Linked DNA regions of Mus musculus: all the other regions are linked to region 3. Evidence: chromatin contacts called from public promoter capture Hi-C data. All regions are on one chromosome and are shown on one strand. Each heading gives the region's core, a stretch centred on a gene start, on an enhancer-like site or on the middle of the called end of the contact. The rest is flanking DNA. Distances are from core to core; before and after follow the strand shown.

The links. Promoter capture Hi-C pulls out the DNA fragments that hold promoters and counts their contacts.
Region 1: a contact with region 3 is called in a promoter capture Hi-C map of liver, with 5 times the contacts expected there. The contact joins the promoter of Slamf6 here to the promoter of Ifi214 in region 3. A contact is called at or near these places in 2 of 39 promoter capture datasets (liver and pre-B cells).
Region 2: a contact with region 3 is called in a promoter capture Hi-C map of pre-B cells, with 4 times the contacts expected there. The contact joins the promoter of Rgs7 here to the promoter of Ifi214 in region 3.

The regions. Positions count from the first base shown.
Region 1 is chr1:171,915,011-171,918,912 of GRCm38.p6, forward strand. It overlaps Slamf6 (SLAM family member 6), which reads left to right and starts at 2,452. Exons shown (of 9, transcript NM_001347186.1): 1 at 2,452-2,782. The coding sequence starts at 2,698. It overlaps Gm37065 (predicted gene, 37065), which reads right to left. Exons shown (of 3, transcript NR_151536.1): 2 at 1-32.
Region 2 is chr1:175,490,936-175,494,800 of GRCm38.p6, forward strand. It overlaps Rgs7 (regulator of G protein signaling 7), which reads right to left and starts at 1,610. Exons shown (of 18, transcript NM_001347195.1): 1 at 1,326-1,610; 2 at 118-241. The coding sequence starts at 195.
Region 3 is chr1:173,533,991-173,538,209 of GRCm38.p6, forward strand. It overlaps Ifi214 (interferon activated gene 214), which reads right to left and starts at 1,967. Exons shown (of 5, transcript NM_001024721.2): 1 at 1,682-1,967.

The DNA of each region.
Region 1 (3,902 bases), core at 1,202-3,701, 1.6 Mb before region 3:
GCCCTTACATTGCCTCAAGCTATGCAGCCTGTCTGAGAGAGAGAGAGAGAGAGAGAGAGAGAGAGAGAGAGAGAGAGAGAGAGAGAGAGAGAATCAGTGATATCACTCAATTTCTCCCCTTCCACAAGGTCAAACTGATCTTATCTGCCTCCACTCGGGTCCCATGGCCTCCTAAGCCAGGTTTTGAGAAGTTCTTCTGTTGCTTATTTAAAAGTCTCTCCCAATTGAGGCAGTTTAGGGGCAAAATATCCCCTGACTAGCATAGTTTCCTGTACTGAGAAATTACTAAGGCTTTTCTCTCCATACCGAATCACTTTTTTTTTCTTTTTATGTATTAAATGTCAGACCTGAAGGCTGTCTTCCAACATTTCCATATCTTCTAACATTTTCCTGTCTCCTCACTCCTCCCTGTCTGATTCTCCTCAAGGGCGAAGATTTTTGAGTTCTAGGAAGGGCTCCCTAGCAGAGGACTCTTTCACCAACTAAAAGAAAAGGGGAAGAGGGGGAGGGGGAGGGGGAAGGGAAGTCACCATCCTCCTTTTCCCTCCGTTTTCTGCCAAATCAGAAGATAATATGGAGGATAGCATCTGTGTGTCTATTCTATTACAATTCCTCCCTCCTGCTGGCAATTCATTCTGGGCAGAAATCTCAGCCTCGGTTACATCTCTTATGGCATCCGGCAGAGACCATTTCCGTGACCTGCTTATAATCACATGCCATATTGCCACTTTCAGAAATTACAACATATTCTCTAGTCCATCAGCCTCCTTGGGGGCTTTCCTGTACTTGAATCACAGGCCACATTCATAAAGGGGATATGCAACCATATACCATAGAGGAAGACAGCCACCCTGGGTTTCCCCTCCAAGATGTCCATCGGCTTCAGTTGCATGTCTTACTCATATCAGACACACAACTGGCACTACAGCAAGGAGGCACAAGTTCCCATATAACCAGAGAAGAGTAATCATATACGGATTGCCGAATGGATGTTCCACCTTCGGTTGGATCATGCACTGTAGCCTGTGTCTCACACATAGCAGAGGGTCATGTGACCCCTCCTCTCAGACACAACTTTGTTTTGTTTCTCCCGGTTCAGGCACCAATTGTGACTCCCCCCCCCCCCCTGGGGAGATTTGAGCAAGTATCTCTAATCACCTCATATAGGACTGAGAACAAAACAAAGAAACAGCCCTCACAAGTCCGGATTAGTTCTTTGAGGTTACTGACAGGTGCACGGATGAGGGGTTATCTGTAGGCGTGGGGGTGGTTCAAAGGCATTTGCATACCTGACAGCCCACTCTCAGAGCACCATCAATGACCTAATACTTTTCTACTTGGACCTTCTCAAAGTTGCCACCACATCTGCATCAACATACTGGAGACCAAGCCTCCAGCATCCGAATCTTCCGAGGTCAGAACCACAGGGATTGGGGCAAAAAAAAATAACAACTGAGCCACATTATAAACGAGTAAGATCTGACAAGCATTACAGAAGATGGCACAGACAAGGTGAACATTTTCTCAAGTGCGTAGAGAGGACACGATTTAAGTCTCTCTAAAAATTTCTAAGTTAAAATCATTCAAGGTATTTCCTTTCTTTTTCAAGGTATTCTTCTCTCATATATATTACATCCCTGACAGCAGTTTCCCTCTCTCCTCCCTCCCAGTCTTTCCCCTCCCCCCTTACTTCCCCCAACACCTCCCTCAGCCCCCTCCATCCAGTTCTCTTCCTTTTCGCTCCAGAAAAGAGCAAGTCTCTCAGGGATATCAACCAAACAAGGCATATCCAGTTGCAATAAAACTAGGTACCTCCCCTCATAAGGACTAGGCAACCCAATAGGAGGAAGAGTCCCAAAATCAGGCAAGAGTCAGAGACAGCCCCCTATCCCACTGTTGGAAGTCCTACTAGAAGACCAAGCTACATAATCATTATATATATAATATATATATATATATATATATATATATATAGCACCTAGGTTAGAACCATGCAGGGTCCCTAGTTGCCACTTCAGTCTCTGTGAGCGCCCCATGAACCCAGGCTAATTGATTCTGTAGGTTTTCTTGAGGTGTCCTTGACCCCTTTGTCTCCAACAATCCTTCCTCCACCTCTTCTGCAAGATTCCCCAAGCTCCACAGGATGTTTGACTCTGGATCTCTGCATCTGTTTCCATCAGTTGCTGGGTGAAGCCTCTCTGATGACAACTGGGCTAGGCTCCTGCCTCAAGTATAGCAGATTTGTTTTGCTATGGTTGGTTTGTTTGTTTGTTTGTTTGTTTGTTTGTTTGTTGTGTCTCTGGGCTATCCAGCCTCTGCTTCATGGCTCTCCACACAGTATCAGGAGTGGGCTCCCCGTCCTGGCATAGGTCTTAAGATGGACCAGTCACTGATTGGCCACTCCCACAATTTCTGTGTCACCTTTACCCCAGCACATCTTGCTGGCAAGACAAATCATAAGTAGAAGGTTTTTGTGGCTGGGTTGGTGTCCCAGTCCCTCCACCAGAAGTCTTGCCTGGTTACAGAAGATGGCCCGTTCAAGTTCCACGTTCCCTACTGCTAAGAGTCTTAGCTTACAAAAGATATTCTTGTAAGCCAAGTGTGAAGTTAATCACGACAACCAAAGGTTTGCTAACATAGAGGAAGAGCTCTCATCAATAGGGGAACAGAAAGTCTCAGCGACAAGCTTATGAAAGAATGGCTGTCTCAAGGGCTCCAGCACCCGACTCCGCCTGTCAGAGGATGGTCTGGCTCTTTCCACTTGTCTTCTGCCTCGGCTCAGGTAAAAAACGTCTGTGGAAACTGATTGAGTCACTGAGTGAGTTCCTTCTTTGGAATGCCTTGCTCCTCTTGGTCAGGTTGACTGCCCAGTTCTCTATTCAGAGACTTAGAAAGCTCACCGTGGTCCTAGCGAACTGCTTCCCGCAGACTGCCACGGGACTGATTCAGAGCAAACACTTCGGCTGGGGGCCAAGGGGAAGGGAAGTGTTTTCTGAGATATGGAAAATGAGTCTTTGTAAGTCAGGACTGTTCGTGACCAGCGTATTGTGGTACAAAAATAAGTTTAAGCGGGAAAAAGATCTACAATTTAACTACTGTGATACTGTGCGACTTCAGGGGGCTTCATTATCTTTCCCGAGCTTCACTCTTCGCTCAGATACTGAAAACCCACCAACGCTTTCACACTGCAATTAGGAAGGGATTGACTGAGCCTGCTTCTTCTCCCTGCTATCTGGAAAGCTCTCACTGTCTTTAAGAACTCAGAGGGTGCCTATCTGGACTGAAGCGTAGTGTTCTAAAACAGGAGATCAAGCAATGGCTACTAACACAGACCTAGCCCCGAGAGAATTCATTGAAGAAAAAAAAAAAGAACCAATAGGTAGCCTAGCATTTATTTTATTCCAGAAAATGAGCTAATTATTAAACATGCATTACATTTAGATGTCCATAACGTGTTTGTGAATTTATTCTATTAATAGCTACAAGTAACTTAGACTATGGCAATTTAAATAACTTTTGAAAATTCTATTAGTCATCAGGTAGCTGAAAAAAACCAATAAAAATAAAAACAAATCACTTGACTAAAACTTTCAGTAACAAACACCTGTGTGCATGCACACACACAAACCAAGACATACTGCAGATATAGAGCTATCTAGACAAATTGACAACAGAAAGAAAAAGAAAGCAAGGTTCATTAAGTCATTTGATAAACCATTCACTAAATGACCACTGAATGCACGGCACTGTGGGCGTTTCAGGAACTAAGTCAACACAATTTCTGTTCTGCGGAATTAACGTCTTGGCAGGGAAGATAAACTATAAACAGGTAAAATGTGCACTGGCTTAGGACAAATAATCTTGAAAAAATAAAGCAAAGAGAGAGGAGGGAGAACATTAAC
Region 2 (3,865 bases), core at 360-2,859, 2.0 Mb after region 3:
AAGAAAGAAAGAAAGAAAGAAAGAAAGAAAGAAAGAAAGAAAGAAAGAAAGAAAGAAAGAAAGAAAAAGAAATCAAGCTGAAGTTTCCCGTTTCCTAGGGAAGTGAAGAATTCTTACCTTTCTGTACACCAGCATGTTGGGTGATTCGTCCGCCACCCCGTTGCTGGTCTGTCCATAATTATTTCCCTGAGCCATTTCACCCAGAACTTGGTAGCTCAGATACAAGGATGATCAATCTGCCCTGCAAAGAATTAGAGAGCCTCTAGTGAGAGCCTGGTAGTCCTGGGGGGAACAGACATCCGCCAACACACACACACACACACACACACACACACACACACACACACACCTTCATGTTCACAGTACCCAAACCACGGGAAGAATTCTTTCATTTCTGGGATGAGGAGAACACCAGACATGGAGTTTTTCTTTTTTAAAGAAATACAAAGGCAGAAGTTTACATCTGTAGTAGCCCCAGGAAATCTCAACAGACAACCTTCCAGTTCGAAATAGTCAGCTAGCTAAGGTTTTTGTGGACTTCATTTTGTGAATACTCTCTTTTTAAAAGTATTAGGTACTTACTTAAAAACCCCATGGTTGGCACTTCCCTAATACCCACTGTTCTCCCTGGATACTTGCTGCTCCACTTGATGCGGTTCTCCCCAAAGGGCAGAAAGCCAACACCCGCTGCAGCCCACTTTCTCCTAGTAGCCAGCTAGTTTCCCATGGCAGGCGCGACAGAGGCCCCTTCCCCACAAGTGTTCTTTTCAGGCACATGTTTGTTCTCCATTTCTTGGGCTCCCCACACAGCCTGGGCATACATAGGCTTTTCCACTTTCACCTGCTTTCACTGCCAGCCCATGGCTCCTCTGTGCTCCCACCTCGGTGCGCTAAGTCTGGACCTGATCCTGACTAATCTTTGGAAGAAAGCTTCCAAATTAGGTCCAAGCAACCCAAGGCTGATGGGAAGTCAAGCCTTGAGCAATCACCTGGCTCACCTCCGAGAGCAAGCTAACTGCACAAGCCTGGAACAATCAGCCAGAAGAGCAGAGAAATCTGGGTCCCAGCTCATCCTGCTCGGCCCTTGCTCTCGGAGGCAGCAAATGGCAGGCAGCCTTGCCCCTCATCCAGGCACTGGCCACACCGGGCAGCAGTTTCAGCACCGTGGACCGCGGCGTGCGCAGCGCCCCAGCCCGGCCGGCCGGGCGCGCCACTCATTGGGGACCGTGACTCCCGTCGTCGCAGGGCGAGGACCGGGTGCGGGACCAGGGGTCCCGGGGACTCCAGGTGGCGCCGCCTCCTCCCCTTCCGCTCCCTCCGGTTACCTCCTCGGCCAAGGTCACGGCCCCGCGGCTCCCCTCCGGGTGTGCTGAGGGCAGGCGCTGTCAGCTGGCTGCGAGCGGAGCTGCGAGGCAGGGCAGCCTCATCACACTCGCGCTGCTCAGGCCACCGCCACCCTCGCCGCGGTGCACAGGCGGCCCCGGCAGCCGCCGCTCGCGCCCGCTCCCCCGGGCCGCCTCGCTCGTTCCCTCCTCCGCTTCTCCTCCCGGGGACTGGGACCAGTCGAGCGCGCGCGGGAGTCGAGACGCCTGGCCCGTGCGCGCGCGACTGGGAGGAGGGAGGAGGCGACAGTCACGTGGGACAGGGACGCCCGAAGGTGCCGGCTCGGACGGGCTCGGCTTCGCCGCCGCCACACCCCTGGGTGTCCCCGGCCTCCCGACCCCGCAACCCCTCGGGAGCACAGGCCCTGTCCCCCGCGCTGGCAAGCCCACGCGCCGCCGCAGGCCTGGAGAGCCAAACTGAGCTAAGCAGGAGGAAGGGCTTGGCGGAGGGTGGGTGGATGGGTAGGTGGGTGAAAGGGTGGGTGAGTGGGTAAATGGATGAATGGATAAGGCCCCCTGCGGCTGGCAGGTCTGCATCGCGCTCCTGGCGACCCTGCTGGCAGAACTAGGGAAGCAAATGATTGATAATCCTTATGCTTAAGTAACAGCCCAGAGAGATGCTGGAATATCCCAGAAGTGAAAGCAATGGCCAGGACCAAATGACTCATTGGCAGGCCCCCTTCCTCACTCCAGCCTGTTTGCCCATGACTTTCACTGCCTCCTATTAAGTTGGAAATACCGGGAAGGAATTTGGAGGCCTCTACCAAAAGCGAACAATCTCACCACCTGTGACATTGAAGGCCCATGGCTGATGTCTGGCTGGTCTAACCTACTGGGCTCAGAGAAACTTGTCTTTAGTCCTTGTCCTCTACTGGGGTTCACAGAATCACAAAGGGTCTGGGGTTGCTGATACCCCGAACCCCAGAAATTCTTCAGGTTTCCGGCACTAATTTTTCAAGGACTGGGAAGACATTAAAGAAAAAAGTTTTTGTCCTCGTGAAATGTACCCAGCTTTCTGGGACATTAGGAAGTTGTGGGAATCTGAACATCTGAGAAGGCTTCCTCTATAGGACTGAGGATAAAGACGATTTAGCCAGTGTGATTTGTGTGTGTAGGCGGACTAAACCTAAGGCCCCTGCCAATGAGCTGCATCCCATTCACAACCCTCTCTACCAGCACCTTCGTTTGTTTGTTTGTTTGTTTGTTTGTTTTTCACTTTTGAGACAGCGTCCAACCAGGCTGGTCTTAAACTCAGTTTAGCCCAAACAGACCTTAAATTCAACATTCTCCTGCCTCAGCCTTCCAAACAGCTGGGATTACAAACCGGTGGCACCAGAATTGGCTATCCAGTGCCATCTGTGGCTGCTTCTCCAAGCAGGGTAAACCTTAATATAACTGCTATCCAAATATCTGTGGGTACCAGTCACGTTTCCAGCCTCACCCAGGCTCTTTCAGGTGTCATTCAAAGTAGCATTTATCTATCCGTACCCATGTTCTAAATACTACAGGATCACGTTCCCAGGCCAGGTTACCCACAGCCATGTCTGACTTCTCTCCCTACTTTCCATCAATTTCCCCAAATCTTTCCACTGTTAGGGAAATTCTCTTTGTTTCCATTCTCTCCTAATAGTTTCTTGGTGGTCTTACTCTAGCTGAAACCGGCTGCTCTCTCTTCAGCCCCCTGCCTCCCTTCCTTCCTTTCCCCTTGCTCTCTCTACTGTCTGGATACTCATGTGCTTTTAGATATAGATAGATATGGAAAAAGTCACTGGGTGTGCTCACCACTTTGCCCTAAATGAAATGGCCTGAAGGAGCCTGTAAGGATAGTTACAGTTGCCAGGAAAGAACTAAGGAGGAAGATTCAATTCAGGAGACAACTCATAACTCTATCAGTATGCAATATTATATTTATCACCTTACAATTTCCAGGGACTCGCATTATTCAGATCTAGACTAGAAGAAATAGCCTAGATACCACCAAATCCATCTGTATCTTATATTTTAACGTTCTCATGATTCTCAACTGTCATTATTCAAATTAGTCTTACTATTTTCTCTACCATCCATTTATGTACTGTAATATTTTTGTTAAACAAATGAAATTCTTAAATGTGGTACTATATGCATTTTATATGCCAGATGGGACCTTCTGAGCACTAGGCAAAAGACCTACCTATAACCTCATCAACCCCCCAAAGGACATTTAAAAGGGGGTTTTTTGTTTGTTTGTTTGTTTTGTTTCATTTTAAACGTCAAACTTTAATAGTTCCACCAAGAGAAATAAATCTAACTTCAATGGTTTCACCTAGGGAAGGAAGTTCAATTGTATCAATATTTTTGAAATAATAGAAACAGTACCTATTTTTATGAACATCTATTTTTATAAATAATTGGAAGCTTAGGCATCCTAAGTTATTACCCACCGATGCAGGAACCCATTTTTATTCTGAAAGTATTTATTTATTTTTATTTATTTACTGTGA
Region 3 (4,219 bases), core at 717-3,216:
AGAAGGTGTGACTTTCCTTTTGTCTTGGTAATCCCTAGAAATGATGACTCAGGATACTTTGTTTATTGCTTTGGCTGATTCCTACCTGGTGTGATCTCTTTGTTCATAGCCTTTCTTGATTACTTTGATTTAAAAATTGACCCTGTTCTCTGCAAGGACCTAGAAGGTATAAAAGCTGACTGGGAAAAAATAAACCTGCTTTAGTGTCAGCGCTGTCTGGAGTCATGTTATAATGTCTAATTGTCTTTTTCTTTTTAATCCTCCCTCCCTTGAGACATTGTTGACTGACTGAGCTGACTTGCTTATAATAATAATAGAAAGATCAGAATATCATGGTACATTTAGAAGTTCATCTCTATGGAGGCTCTGCCAGAGCCTGACTAATACAGATTGCAGATGCTCGCAGCCAACCACCAGACTGAACAATGGGACCCCAATGGAGGAGTTAGGGAAGGACTGAAGAAGCTAAAGGGGTTTGCCATCCCATGGGAAGAACAACAATATCAACCAAACAGAACCCCCAGAGCTCTCAGGGACTAAACCACCAACCAAAGAGTATACATGAAGGGAACCATGGCTCCAGCTGCAAATGTAGCAGAGGATGGCCTTATTTGGTATCAGTGGGAGGGGTGGTTCTTGGTCCTGTGAAGGCCCAATGCCCCAGTGTTGGGGAATGGCAGGGCAGGCAGGCAGGAGTGGATGGGTGTGTGAGGGAGTACCCTCATAGAGGCAGAGGAAGAGGGGATGAGATAGTAGGTTTGAAGAGGGGAAACTGGGAAGGTGGATAACATTTGAAATGTAATAAAATAAAATAAAAATAAAAATAAATAAAAAAGAAGTACATCTCTTGATTGTTAAAAATAAGTAAAATCTTTTGCAGTGATTTAGAAAGTTTAGCTACAATAATTAATAAACTTAGCGAGCCTGGTCTAATGTTCACAGAACTTTGAAATCAATTAAGAGCTTCTATCCAAGTCCTCTGCTGTGGTACACGTATTCTTCAAACTGTTCTATAAATGGGCAAGATACATGTGTTCTAATTAACTTTCCATCACTCTATTACACTTCACCATTAGAGAACCAAAAGGAAAACAAAATGGCCAAAAACAACTTTCGTGATGGTAGAAATTACCAATAATGGAAATACCACCTTTAGAAAGGTGTGAAGAAGAGAACAAACAGAATGTGTTTGGGAAATGGTTAAACCATTGTGTGTTTATATATTATGATCCTGAGAAACTTCCTAGTGATAGGATACTAGAAAATTCATTTCATGTCCAGAGGCAGTTTTTATTCACAATAATTTTTCATGTCACTATCTTGGCTTTTTCCCACTCACCCACAGATCCCAGATAACCATGAACTCCCTATCCGAGCTAATTATAGCCTTCACATTATCCACTTATTCAGATTTATACTTAGAAAGTTCATTAAACAATCTAAAATATGCAAAATGTTTTATTCTTAGCTCATTCCTCTGTGGTGGAGGACTAAAGATGTCTGCCATCTTTTTGAGTGACTGACCCTAATCCGGCTGCTGTGGGCTCACTGCTGAGTGCAGCAGGCACCAGATCAGCACTGCCTCCTCCACAAGAACCAGCAAAGGTCTTTTCACTGTCCTTGTTGTTTTTACAGATGTAGCCAATATCTACCATATCTACAGAAAACAGGTAGAACTCACCTTGCTGGATGTTTCTCTAAGGATGTAAAGCTGAGATCTTCTACAGGGCAGGACTAGAGGCTTCTCCACTCCTCTTCCTCCTCTTCTCTTTTGTCCTTCTTCTTCTTAAAGTTTGTTGGGGACTGGGAGGAGTTGGTGTGTGTGTGTGTGTGTGTGTGTGTGTGTGTGTGTGTGTGTGTGTGTGTGAAGAAGATAAACCAATAAATCTCTTGGGAACTGGAAAATGTAATCTACAGAAATTCTCAGGTTAGACTCACTCCATGGACTGAGGCTTGCTGAATGTCTCAGCTGGGTGTTGTTTTGTGGGCAGAAGAGCTAAGAAATAGCAAGTTCTCCTCCCAGCAGAGTGCATCGCTTTCGATTTCCTCAGAGACTGAAACTCGACAGTTTTTTCCTGTATACCTTTTAGTCACCATAAGAAAGTCAGAGACAGTTACACTCCATTGATATGTTTTGCTTTTCTTACAAATCTTACAGGTACAAGAACCAAATATAAAAGCTCTGTATCCAACAAACTCACAAGGGAGTCACCAGGAATGTGCTCTCTTTTAAATAAAGATGAATCCCCAAAAGGCAAAGCTAAGTCACCAGGTCTCTTTCTTTCCTGCTCAGGATGCAGATGGCAGCAGGAGAAATTGGCAATTGCTAGCTGCTCTTGAATGAATTTCAAAAAAGAAAAAATAATCTGAGATGAAATTGCTTTTGGTTTAAACACTTCACTCCTTTGTTAGTTCCCTGGACTTTCCAGAGTACCAATGTTGTTAGAAACATAGGACTCCAACCTCACGTAAGCAGAAAGGATTTTGGCTTTAGCTTTCCTCTTTTCTGTTACTACTACTACTACTACTACTACTACTACTACTACTACTACTACTACTATTGTTAATTTATTTACTTTTAAAGACAGAGTCTCACTGTGTAGTCTTGGCTGGCCAGGAACTCTCTCTGTAGACCAGGCTCAGTTTAGGTTTAAATCTTTTACCCGGCTTTGGAAAGTAGTATTCTTTAACTGGTGATTGCCTTAGTTAAGAACTTTTAAAAACATGCCATCCTTTCATGTTTCCATCATTGGGAATTGCATTACCTTGAAGTATTTCTGAAACAATGTAGATGACTAGAAACTATGGATTTGCTGACTAGGTGCCATTTTCACTAGTTTCTTAGACTACATAAAATACTAATTAATCTCAAAAAGGAGAGAAGGGGAAGGAAAGCCAGAGAAGCTTTTCTTGGGAGAGCTAAGCCACTGGACCTGTGCTGTGTCTCCACCATTGATTCTGATTGCAGTCCTTTATTCATGGTGGATGGAGGTTGGAAAATACCATCTTTATCTTTCTTTTGTTTGGCCAATGTAGTTTTTCCTTTTCCTTTCTTCATCTTTTGAACTGATGTAGTAAAGAAAGGCCAGGGGAAGTTGATCCTACTGTTTCCGCTCAGTTCCTGCTTATGTCTCAGTGGATTTGCCTATCCCTGCTGCAGAAGCCCAACATAGCCACAAGGTAGCCAAAGGTACCAAGCTGGGACAAGCACTGTGGACAGTCTTTGTATGGATCATTCCAAATTACAGCATCAGAGAAAGAAATTATGGTTTAATTTGTGATGTGGCAAAGTGGTGATGTTACACTTTGACTTCTTATCTCTATTGCTGTTATTTGGTAGTCGATGCAGGGTCTGACTATGGAGCCCAGGCCAGTCTCAAAATTCAGCTCTCCACTATGCCTAATTTTATCATGTTTTCTTTATTACCAATTGACTTTATAAAAGGGACTTGCTCATATCTCTGAGATACAGTTTTACTTATAATTAGATATTGTCGCACATTTACCATCAGGATGAATATTAATAATGGAATCAAATAATAATTAAACATGAGTATTAACTTATTTAATGTTTTAATGAACTTTTCTCTAAATTAATTTTTACTTTTCACCATTTTATATAAAATTACTTTTTTCCTTATTATTTTCCACTTTCACTTCTTTTAGATTTAATTTTTATTATTTTAGGTGTATGAATGTTTTTGCCCACATGTATGTCTGTGCAACATATAAATGCCTGGTACCCAAGGAGGTGATAAAACTCCATGTGGTTGCTGGTAATCATACCTGGGTCCTGAAAGAGCAACAAATACTCTTAACAACTGAACCAACTCTTTAGCCCATAACATTAATTTTTATTTGAAAACTTCACAAATTTATGTGATTCATTCTGTCTCTGTAAGAGTTCAAGAATCGCTGAAGGAAGAACCCAGACTCAAATAGTATGCAAAAGCAAAGAGCATTTATCTTGCAGAAATGTCTAACTTGCCAGGGTAAGCTATCCATACAAAATGGAGACAACCCAGAGAGATCGCAGGCCCCCTTTATGCAGGGCTGGAGGAATTTTCTAGAATAGTTAGGTAATCTCTAACATGATTGGCTAGAACGGCAGCAGCGACATTAGTACACTTTTGATTGGTTCTATTATTTGGTGAGGCCTCGAAGAATCTAGGAACTGACTCAGCTCTGGGCTTGTTTCTCCTTCAGCTAAATATTCCAG